3 separate regions of the Sus scrofa genome follow, and regions 1 and 3 are each linked to region 2. The links are chromatin contacts, called in public Hi-C and HiChIP or PLAC-seq maps. All regions are on one chromosome and are shown on one strand. Each heading gives the region's core, a stretch centred on a gene start, on an enhancer-like site or on the middle of the called end of the contact. The rest is flanking DNA. Distances are from core to core; before and after follow the strand shown. Region 1 has its middle 25 kb from the start of PIGF. Region 2 has its middle 54 kb from the start of EPCAM. Region 3 holds the start of PIGF (phosphatidylinositol-glycan biosynthesis class F protein).

What was found. A called contact is a pair of places that touch in the nucleus more often than the background predicts. HiChIP or PLAC-seq counts read pairs in DNA pulled down with a chosen protein or histone mark.
Region 1: a Hi-C map of omental adipose tissue shows a contact between it and region 2, with 1.9 times the contacts expected there. The contact joins two enhancer-like sites. A contact is called at or near these places in 16 of 47 Hi-C or Micro-C datasets (adipose tissue, alveolar macrophages, embryonic fibroblasts and 10 more) and 2 of 2 datasets of contacts at active chromatin or transcription factors (alveolar macrophages and skeletal muscle).
Region 3: an H3K27ac HiChIP or PLAC-seq map of skeletal muscle shows a contact between it and region 2, with 6 times the contacts expected there. The contact joins the promoter of PIGF here to the enhancer-like site in region 2. A contact is called at or near these places in 13 of 47 Hi-C or Micro-C datasets (adipose tissue, embryonic fibroblasts, fetal heart ventricle and 7 more) and 2 of 2 datasets of contacts at active chromatin or transcription factors (alveolar macrophages and skeletal muscle).

What each region holds. Positions count from the first base shown.
Region 1 is chr3:93,899,650-93,902,349 of Sscrofa11.1, reverse strand. It overlaps a transcript of SOCS5 not described here and the pseudogene LOC110260020. Among named protein-coding and RNA genes, the nearest start is that of PIGF, 25 kb to the left of the region's middle. Within about 2 kb of position 1,314, at least 3 of the 83 cell types and tissues checked have an H3K27ac peak or open chromatin away from gene starts, as enhancers often do. A contact at or near this core is called in liver and omental adipose tissue, where this site is marked.
Region 2 is chr3:93,237,444-93,240,143 of Sscrofa11.1, reverse strand. No RefSeq gene overlaps it. Among named protein-coding and RNA genes, the nearest start is that of EPCAM, 54 kb to the right of the region's middle. Within about 2 kb of position 1,428, at least 49 of the 83 cell types and tissues checked have an H3K27ac peak or open chromatin away from gene starts, as enhancers often do. A contact at or near this core is called in adipose tissue, alveolar macrophages, liver and 4 more, where this site is marked.
Region 3 is chr3:93,924,540-93,927,239 of Sscrofa11.1, reverse strand. It overlaps PIGF (phosphatidylinositol-glycan biosynthesis class F protein), which reads right to left and starts at 1,354. Exons shown (of 6, transcript XM_003125167.6): 1 at 1,126-1,354. It overlaps CRIPT (cysteine-rich PDZ-binding protein), which reads left to right and starts at 1,324. Exons shown (of 6, transcript XR_002342732.1): 1 at 1,324-1,473. It also overlaps a transcript of SOCS5 not described here.

The DNA.
Region 1 (2,700 bases), core at 65-2,564, 660 kb before region 2:
AAGAATAATAGTATGTAATTATTTCCTGTGTGATCTGGAATATTGAGACCTCTTGCCAAATGCAGTCCTTTGATTCGTTTTCACGACATGAAGTTGGCCTTTAGGTGCTGTGGTTGTGGTTCCCCAAACAGGATATTAATTTTTGCACAGCTGGAGAAACATAATCCTGTTTCATGATTTAGTGGGCCAAAGATCCTCCTACCTCCTCACGCTATCCTTTTATGAAAATAAATATTAATTTGGTTTCTCTGTGGATCATTTGCAACAAACCTGTATTTTCCAGGTGCTCACTGCATACTCAGGTGAGCATACTCAGTTAAGGCAGCCCATTTGGAACAAATGAGCTTTGGCCAAGAGTTAATGATAAAAATACCTTACTTACAAAAGCTCTAATATAGCACTCTGGTGTCTCCTGCATGGTTTTGCCAACAAATTCTTCTTCGCCTGAAATATAGGATCTTTAAAGTCAACTGCCATTTTCCCTCCAAGAGACTAGGGGAAGAGAGTTTGTGACTGTTGTGTTGCGAAGGACCTGTTCCACCCCACCCCACCCCTCACCCGCACCTGTTCCTCCCGTAGGCTCTTAATTCAGCACAGGTAGAGAAAAAGAGCAATGAAACATACTTGCGTTAGGCTTGCAGCCATTAGCTCTTTTGAATGGGAAAAAATTTGAACTATATGGCTACTGGAAATTTGGGCTGTTTCAGAGCCAGATCAGCTGCCCCTGAGTCTTCTCCCACAGCCTGTGGCTTGGCTTGTCAGAATTTGCCTAACCCCCAGATCCCCAGTGCTCCTTTTCTCAAGTTCCAAATGTTCCTTCTTCTACCCAGGAAGCATTCTCTGACATCTCAAGCCTTGGCTAAGTGATGTGCCTCCGTATTTCACTGCTACCTGCGTCTTTCCCATCATAACACTGGCATTGCTCCTTCTCCTGTGTTGGCGTGGGTTCCACCCCCTCCCCAACCAAATTATAAGATTTTGAAACCCAATGACCATGTCTTTTCTATTCCACAGGACTCTTAGATAATTCACCAAGACCAAAATAGGGTTGCTTTTTTCCTAGCACATAGCCTAACCTAGGAATTCAGTGGATGTGAATGAATGAACACATGGATGAAATTAAGATCTGCCTAGGGCAAGAACACCAGAGTTAGAGGCAGTTGTCTTTCCAACAGCCCTCGAGGGCTGGGAAGTTCCAGACAGCCTGTGAGGGGAGCCCCTAGGTGGTACCCAGGCAGTGCGCAGCAGCCTCCTCTTTCTTCCATCCCCACCCTTCCTCTCCCAACACCCTGTCTAACTGGCTGAAGAGACTCCATCTACCATGGAGGGAGCTTTCATCCTTCACCCCATCCCTAGAAAAGATCCTGATGGTTCAGCATTGTGTCTAAGTCATTTAGCTCTGAATGCAAACATCGCAGAAAACACGGAGAGCTTGTAGAGAAACTGTACCACTTCTAGGGTCCAATTTAATCTATAAAAGTTCACTTTTTGCTCAGTATCTGATTTCATTTGAGGCCTGGTTTCCTCTCTTACCACCCCCAGACCCATGAAATCTGGATTAATTTGTATATGTGGCAGAATACTAATAGTCTCAATAAATACCAGTGTAGGAGTTCCCGTGGTGGCACAGCGGTAATGAACCCGACTAGTATCCATGAGGACTCAGGTTTGATCCCTGGCTTCGCTCAGTGGATTAAGGATCTGGCATTGCCATGAGCTGTGGTGTAGGTCGCAGACATGGCTTGGATCCTGTGTTGCTGTGGCCGTGGTTTAGGCCGGCAGCTGTAGCTCCGATTCAACCCTTAGCCTGGGAACCTCCATATGCCACAGGTGCAGCCCTAAAAAGACAAAGAAGAAGTTATGCATATTTGGGAAGTGAGCCATATGGACGTGCACATTTTTCATTCAGTCTACAGACAGAACATGCAGGTGGTTTTGCAGATCCCGTGAGGTAACTCCACTGCTCCAAGGGGTCTGAGGTCCACAAGTTGAGACCTGCTGGGCCAACTAATTTGAAATCGGTCTTATTTGGAAAATCCAGGATGTCTGATGGTGATGTCTTACAGAAATACCTCTTTTAGTGTTCCAGTCTGTGGACTCTGGCAGAAATAATAGTTTGTTGCAAAACAGATCACTCTTTTTTTGTTTGCAAAGTCTTCGTAACCAGCTGAATCACAGCTTGCTTTTCACTTCTCGTAACACCTTGCAACATCACAAAATATTTGCTGGAGTTTGTGAAGGGCGGCTACAGAATTAGTAAACTGAAAGGAAGGCTGCCTTCACTCCCACCCCTGTCAGCACCTTCTGTTCTAGCAGACCGAAAGGCAGCTTGAGAACTCTGATTGCTTCTCCAGATAAGGACAACTCTTGGCACTGTTGCCTGGGGCAAGAATGCAAGCAAAGGAAACATTAGGGAGTTGTGCAGGTGCCAGTACATAATACTGTCACTTCACAGAGTCGAATTTACAAATGACTCCATGAAGGTGAGTTGCTATGGTAGCCACCTTCTCAACTTTTACATCTGTAAGGACCATGTAGGCCATTTCTATTTGGAAGTATCTAATCTGGGTTTAATGAAAAACTACCATCTAACTAAATCCTAGTTAACTAGGATCTTATAATGCTAAACCAAGAAGGGACCTTAGCAATTATCTGGTTCTCATCCCAGGTTTATACATAGGGAACTAATACTCAGAGAAG
Region 2 (2,700 bases), core at 179-2,678:
TTGCTCAGTGGGTTAAGGATCCAGGATTTTCATGAGCTGTGGTGTAGTTTGCAGATGCAACTTGGATCTGGAGTTGCTATGGCTGTGGCTTAGGTGGCAGCTGCAGCTCCTATTTGGCCCCTAGCATGGGATCTTTCATATGCCACAGGTACAGCCCTAAAAAGACAAAAGTAAAAATAAAAAATAAAAAAATAAAAATTAGGAGTTCCCATCATGGCTCAGCAGAAACCAATCTGACTAGTATCCTTGAGGATGCAGGTTTGATCCTTGGCCTCCATCAATGGGTTAAAGATCCAGCATTGATGTGGACTGTGGTGTAGGTCGCAGATGCCACTCGGATCCCACATTGCTGTGGCTGTGGCATGTGTAGGCTGGTGGCTACAGCTCCCATTCAACCCCTAGACTGGGAACCTCCATATGCTGCGGGTGTGGCCCTAAAAAGACAAAAGATAAAATAAATAAATAAATAGAAGTAAAACTTAAGGCCCTGCACCTGTTCAGCTGATCCTTGCAGAGCCAGCGAGGCCCCTTCCTCCGTCTCCCACCCCCTCCTCAGCACCTGCAGCCCAGGGCTGCGCCCCCCAAAGGCTGCTCTGTAAGTAGACATCAGCTTTCTTCTGTCTCCAGCACCCCTTGTGCAGCGGAAGATAATGGATCTGGAAGACCATCCCCATGGGACACAAGAGAATCCCCCCTACCCCGCCATTTCTATCAACCTTATCTGCTCATGTGGGGCTCTCATCTCCAAGAGGCAATTTAATCCCCCTCCTGGAACTCAAAAGTCACATACCCATTCCCCAGGGAGCTGAGGTATTAAGAAAGGCCAGCGTTTAGGATTACTCTTCGATAAGAGTCTTGTTTAGACAAGATCGCGTATAAAAACTGGCCTGATCCCCACACCCCGGCTCTCCTTTCTTCCTCTCTTGCTTGGAAGATTGCAAGATTGTGCAATCCGCCCCAGAGACCTGGGCAATTTGCTTTCGAACATGCAAACCTGTTTCCCAGCCTTCAGGGTCGCCCTCCCCCGGGGCCTCCCTCCTCCCTCCCTGGGAGTAGCCGCTTGGGGCTCCCCTGGGGTTGACAGCTCAGATCTGTTTCTGGGCACTTCCTCCTGCTACTTGCTCATTTACATTTTGAAACTAGAGCAAAGTTCAGCCATGGTTGGCTTCCTGCACCCTAGGAGCTGCCCGATCCTGGTTAGAAAAAGCAGACAATAGCAACCTGGGAAACTGCACAGTATTTTGGCAGCAGGTTTCTTTGTGTTAAGTCTCTGGTTCTGCAATGGTGGAAACACCCAGGGATGTAAATAGCAATGAGAAAAGGCCACTTGTGCCACTCTTAGGTTTTGTGGTGGCAGGTTCTTTCCCCCATCCCCCAAAGGGTAGGTTGTATTTTTATTTTGCTTGGTTTAAACCGGAGATAAAAGTGTCCACACCCCGTGTTGAGGCCCTGGGGCCCTCCCCACAAGCTGTGAGAGTTCCTTCCTTCCCCCTCGCGCCCTGGCTCTTCTGTCTCAGCACTGTCCTCTCCCAGGCTCCCCGCCACCCCCTCTTTTTTTTAACCCCCTTCATTTTTGGCCGCCCCACAGCATATGGAGCTCCTGGACCAGGGATTAGACTGCGCCTCAGTCAAGACCTAAGCCACAGCATCCTTGACACACTGTGCTGGGGCCAGAAATCGAATCCAAGACGCCGCCCACCCAGTTGTGCCACAGCAGGCATTCCCCGGGGCCCATTCTGAAGACCAGTCACCCCAGCTGCAAAGCAGGGGTAACACCATTGCAGCCTCAGGAGTTGGGAGGGTTGAGGGAGGCAGCAAAGCTCCATGCCTGACGCCCAGCCTGGCTCGACAGGCCCGCAGCACCTCGGCTCAGCCATGCTTAGGGTGTGTTGTTGCAGGTCACAGGTTACTTGGATCCACGCTGTGCTGTGCAGGTGGGGGGGGGCATCTCTGGGGCCTCCCTTCCACACGGGTACACAGCAGGCTGCCCCAGAGGCTGGGCCGGGCCCAGGAGTTTCTGGTGGAAGCAGAGGCTTCCTAGTCTGAGCCCCGTCTGCCGGATTCCAGGCCAGGCCCAACAGCCCTTCAGTACAGAACTTTTTGTACATTCCACAGCAGCTGAAAGGGCTTTTGTCCCCACTCAGGAAGGACAAATGACAAAGGCAATTGTGTGTCTCCTCGCAGACCCACACAGCTTGGGAAGAGAAACTTCTTCAAGAGGCCAGCGCTGCCACAAATGTGATCACACAGCCTCGCAAGTGGGGAGCAGGGTGGGGTCTGGCTTCCCACGAGTGTGGCAGGGTGCACATGACGCAGACACACAAACCCGGAAACTGCTCCTGGTTAGACCAGCAGGCCCGTGAGCTGCAGATGCCACAGCTGCAAGGGGGCCTCGGGAAGGGCATCCCCCACCTGCCAGGAGCTTGCAACTTGATTATGACCCTTTGCCAGGCGGGGCCACAAAGACCACAACTTGTCACAGGAAACACAGTTCTTTCCACACGGGCCATTCTCATGAAGACCATTAGGCTGTGCCAGAGAATGATCAATGGAATTCTGTCCTGGGGTCCCTTCCAATGCATAATTATTTATGGCCTATGGAGGAGGTTGAAACTCTAGACAGCCCATGTGAAATCCATCACTTGTAAGGACGAATTCTAATTGAGAGGAGGTGGATCTCTCTTTTAGCCATTTTCTTTC
Region 3 (2,700 bases), core at 105-2,604, 690 kb before region 2:
CTAGATTCCAATGAAAAGAAGAGCTTCATGAAAAGGGAAAAAAAATTTTACTTTCTCTCTCTCCCATCTCTATATATCTATTTTATGTATGCATGTATTTACAAATTATCTAACAGAGAGCTTATATGTAGTATTGACTAATGTTAAGTAAGGAGTCCACGTGTCACACTGTGGTGACTAGTCCAGAATAAAACCCCATATATATACACACACATATATGTGTACGTGTGCGTATATATAAAAGGGTAAAAGGGCAAATCCAGGCCTTATCCTAACACTCTCATTTATTCACACTATATTTTTCAAAAGAAAATACATTACTGATAAGGAAAAAGACTAGCAGAGATTAGTAAACATTGCAAGCTACCAAGGTCCCAAGTGCTAAAGCCATTTCAAACCCTAGCTAACCTTTTTGATGATATAGATATATACTAGGAGGTATGAATGGCAAGAAAGGAGAAAGGAAATCTTTCTCACCGGTCCTATCTTCTTCTGGGCCACCCTCAAAATCCCAATTGACAGGAGCAGATTTGTACATAAGACAGTGAGCAATACACAAACTTAATGCTGCGTGAATGAGTGAATGAACGAAGAGTAGGTGCAGAGTTGCCCTTCCTGAGAAACCAGCCTTATATTAGGCCTTGGAGAGCTCAGGAGGACTTCCGCCAGGTGCCCCCTGGGGCAGCTATTGCCCAGGTGCCCGTGGTCTGACCTGGCCCAGATCCTCAAGCCTTGCAGCGGAAGAGAGGGCCATTCTGAAAGGCTCCTGGAGGCGCCTTCGCGGGAATCGTGGGACCGTAATCTCCAGCCCCATCCCAAACTGGGTCGCTGCGGACTCTGCCCAAGCCCCAGCCGACTGTGGGCAGAAAGGGACAAGCTGAGAAGCATAATCAAAGAGCACAGGCGTAAAGACCAAGAGAAACGGCGGGACAAACACAGAAAGTCGGAACTGAAAAAGAGCCAGTTCATCGGGGCAGCCCCTGGGTCACGCCGGAAGGGCGGCGCTCGAGGGGCCCGCGGGCAAGGGCCTATTGGTAGCAGAGATTTCCGATCAGTTGGGCAATTGGCGGGGGTGGCTTGCAGCCGCTGGAGGCTCGTGCGCCGGGAGCGTCCGGCTGGGCTTACCTAACTCTCCCGCTCGCGGAAGAGAACGGGAGGGCTACTACCTCCCACCATCAGGTGCAACTCGCCGCCCTGAGTCTCGCGCAGGCGCAGGCCAGCAGGGCGGAGACCGAAGGCCTCACAACCAATCGCAGAAGTGGAGAGGTGGGCCAAGAAGGAAGCCCCGCCTTCCCGCTCTCCTTTATTCCTCCCGCGGCTTTCCAGGTGTAGAATAGGCGGGGCGGAGGATCCGGAAGTGGACTTTCATAACCCGGAAGGGGAGTGTTTTCTCAGCTGTGGTGTTGATGGTTTCCAGCTCCCGATCCTACTGCGACTGAGGGAATCGTCGCGAAAGGATGGTGTGCGAAAAATGTGAGTTAAGGAAACTCTTCTGCGGGAGAAGAAGGCTGGGACAACCTAACTGGAGTTCCCCGGGACTTTATTCCTTTGTTTTTACTTTGGCCACAAGTCTCTGATTCTAGCCTCTGTTCTGTCCTGCCCTTTGACCATTCCTGCCTCTCCATCGACCGTATAGTCCTCCGTTTGTTGCATTCAGGGTGGTCTCCTTGTCTGTTTTGCACCTCCTTGTCTGTTTCCATTGTTTTCGTTCAACCCCTGAGCTTCTTGACTGGCTCCCTCATTTCAGAGCTTCAGGTTGAAATGGATCTTAAAAGTCGCTTCCACAGCAACTGGAGTTGCTAGGTTTAGCAAATAAAAGTACTGGACGCCCAGTTAAATTTGAATTTCAGGTAAACCAAGAATAATTTTTAGTGTGCGTCCTATGCAATATTTGAGATTTGGCTCTGTTTGCTGCTCCTTACTGCTGTAAAGCAAGGCACTTACTTTTAGGACATTGTCTACTGAAAAAGTATTCATTGTTTATTTGAAATTTAAATCTAACTTTTGGCGCAGGGTTCCATACCTGGCCCAGGAACTTCCACATGCTGTGAGTGCTTAAATGGTCCTTGAACGAATACCCAGAGTATTGAGGAATGGTGGCCGGTGTGTAGGAGAATCTCACCACCTTGGAAGCAGTCCGTGTTGATTTTACTGGCTTTTAGAAAGGTCTTTCCTTCTTCTAGTTGCCGTCCAGTAATTCTAATACCACCCTCTGAGATTTGATATTTTTGCTCCCACAAACTGGTTGTGTATTTAAAAAGAGCAGTCTTATTCCCGTTTTCCTGAGTCTAAACATGTCCTCTTAATTTGATTATCGTCAGTTTGATTATCATCTAATTAACTTGATCCATTTCGTTTACCCCCCCCCCACAGTATATAAAGCCTTATAGCTTTGAACACAGAATTTGAATCACAGTTTTCAGATTAGGTGAAAGAATGACCATGACAGTTACTTTAATACATTCTCAAGGTGCAGAGAATAATTTGGGATTTCTGTATCTGGAGACTGGCATTCAGGATGACCCTCTACAATGAGGCCACATCTTACCTTTTTAACTTTATTTTCACTAACCCTTACCATCTTTACAGTTCAGCCAAGCCAAACTATTTTGCCTGACTGCATGTACCTCGAGTTCTCCACGCCTTTTATCAGGATGTGTCCTTTATCCAGTTTACCTTCATCCTCCTTTCTCCTTTTTC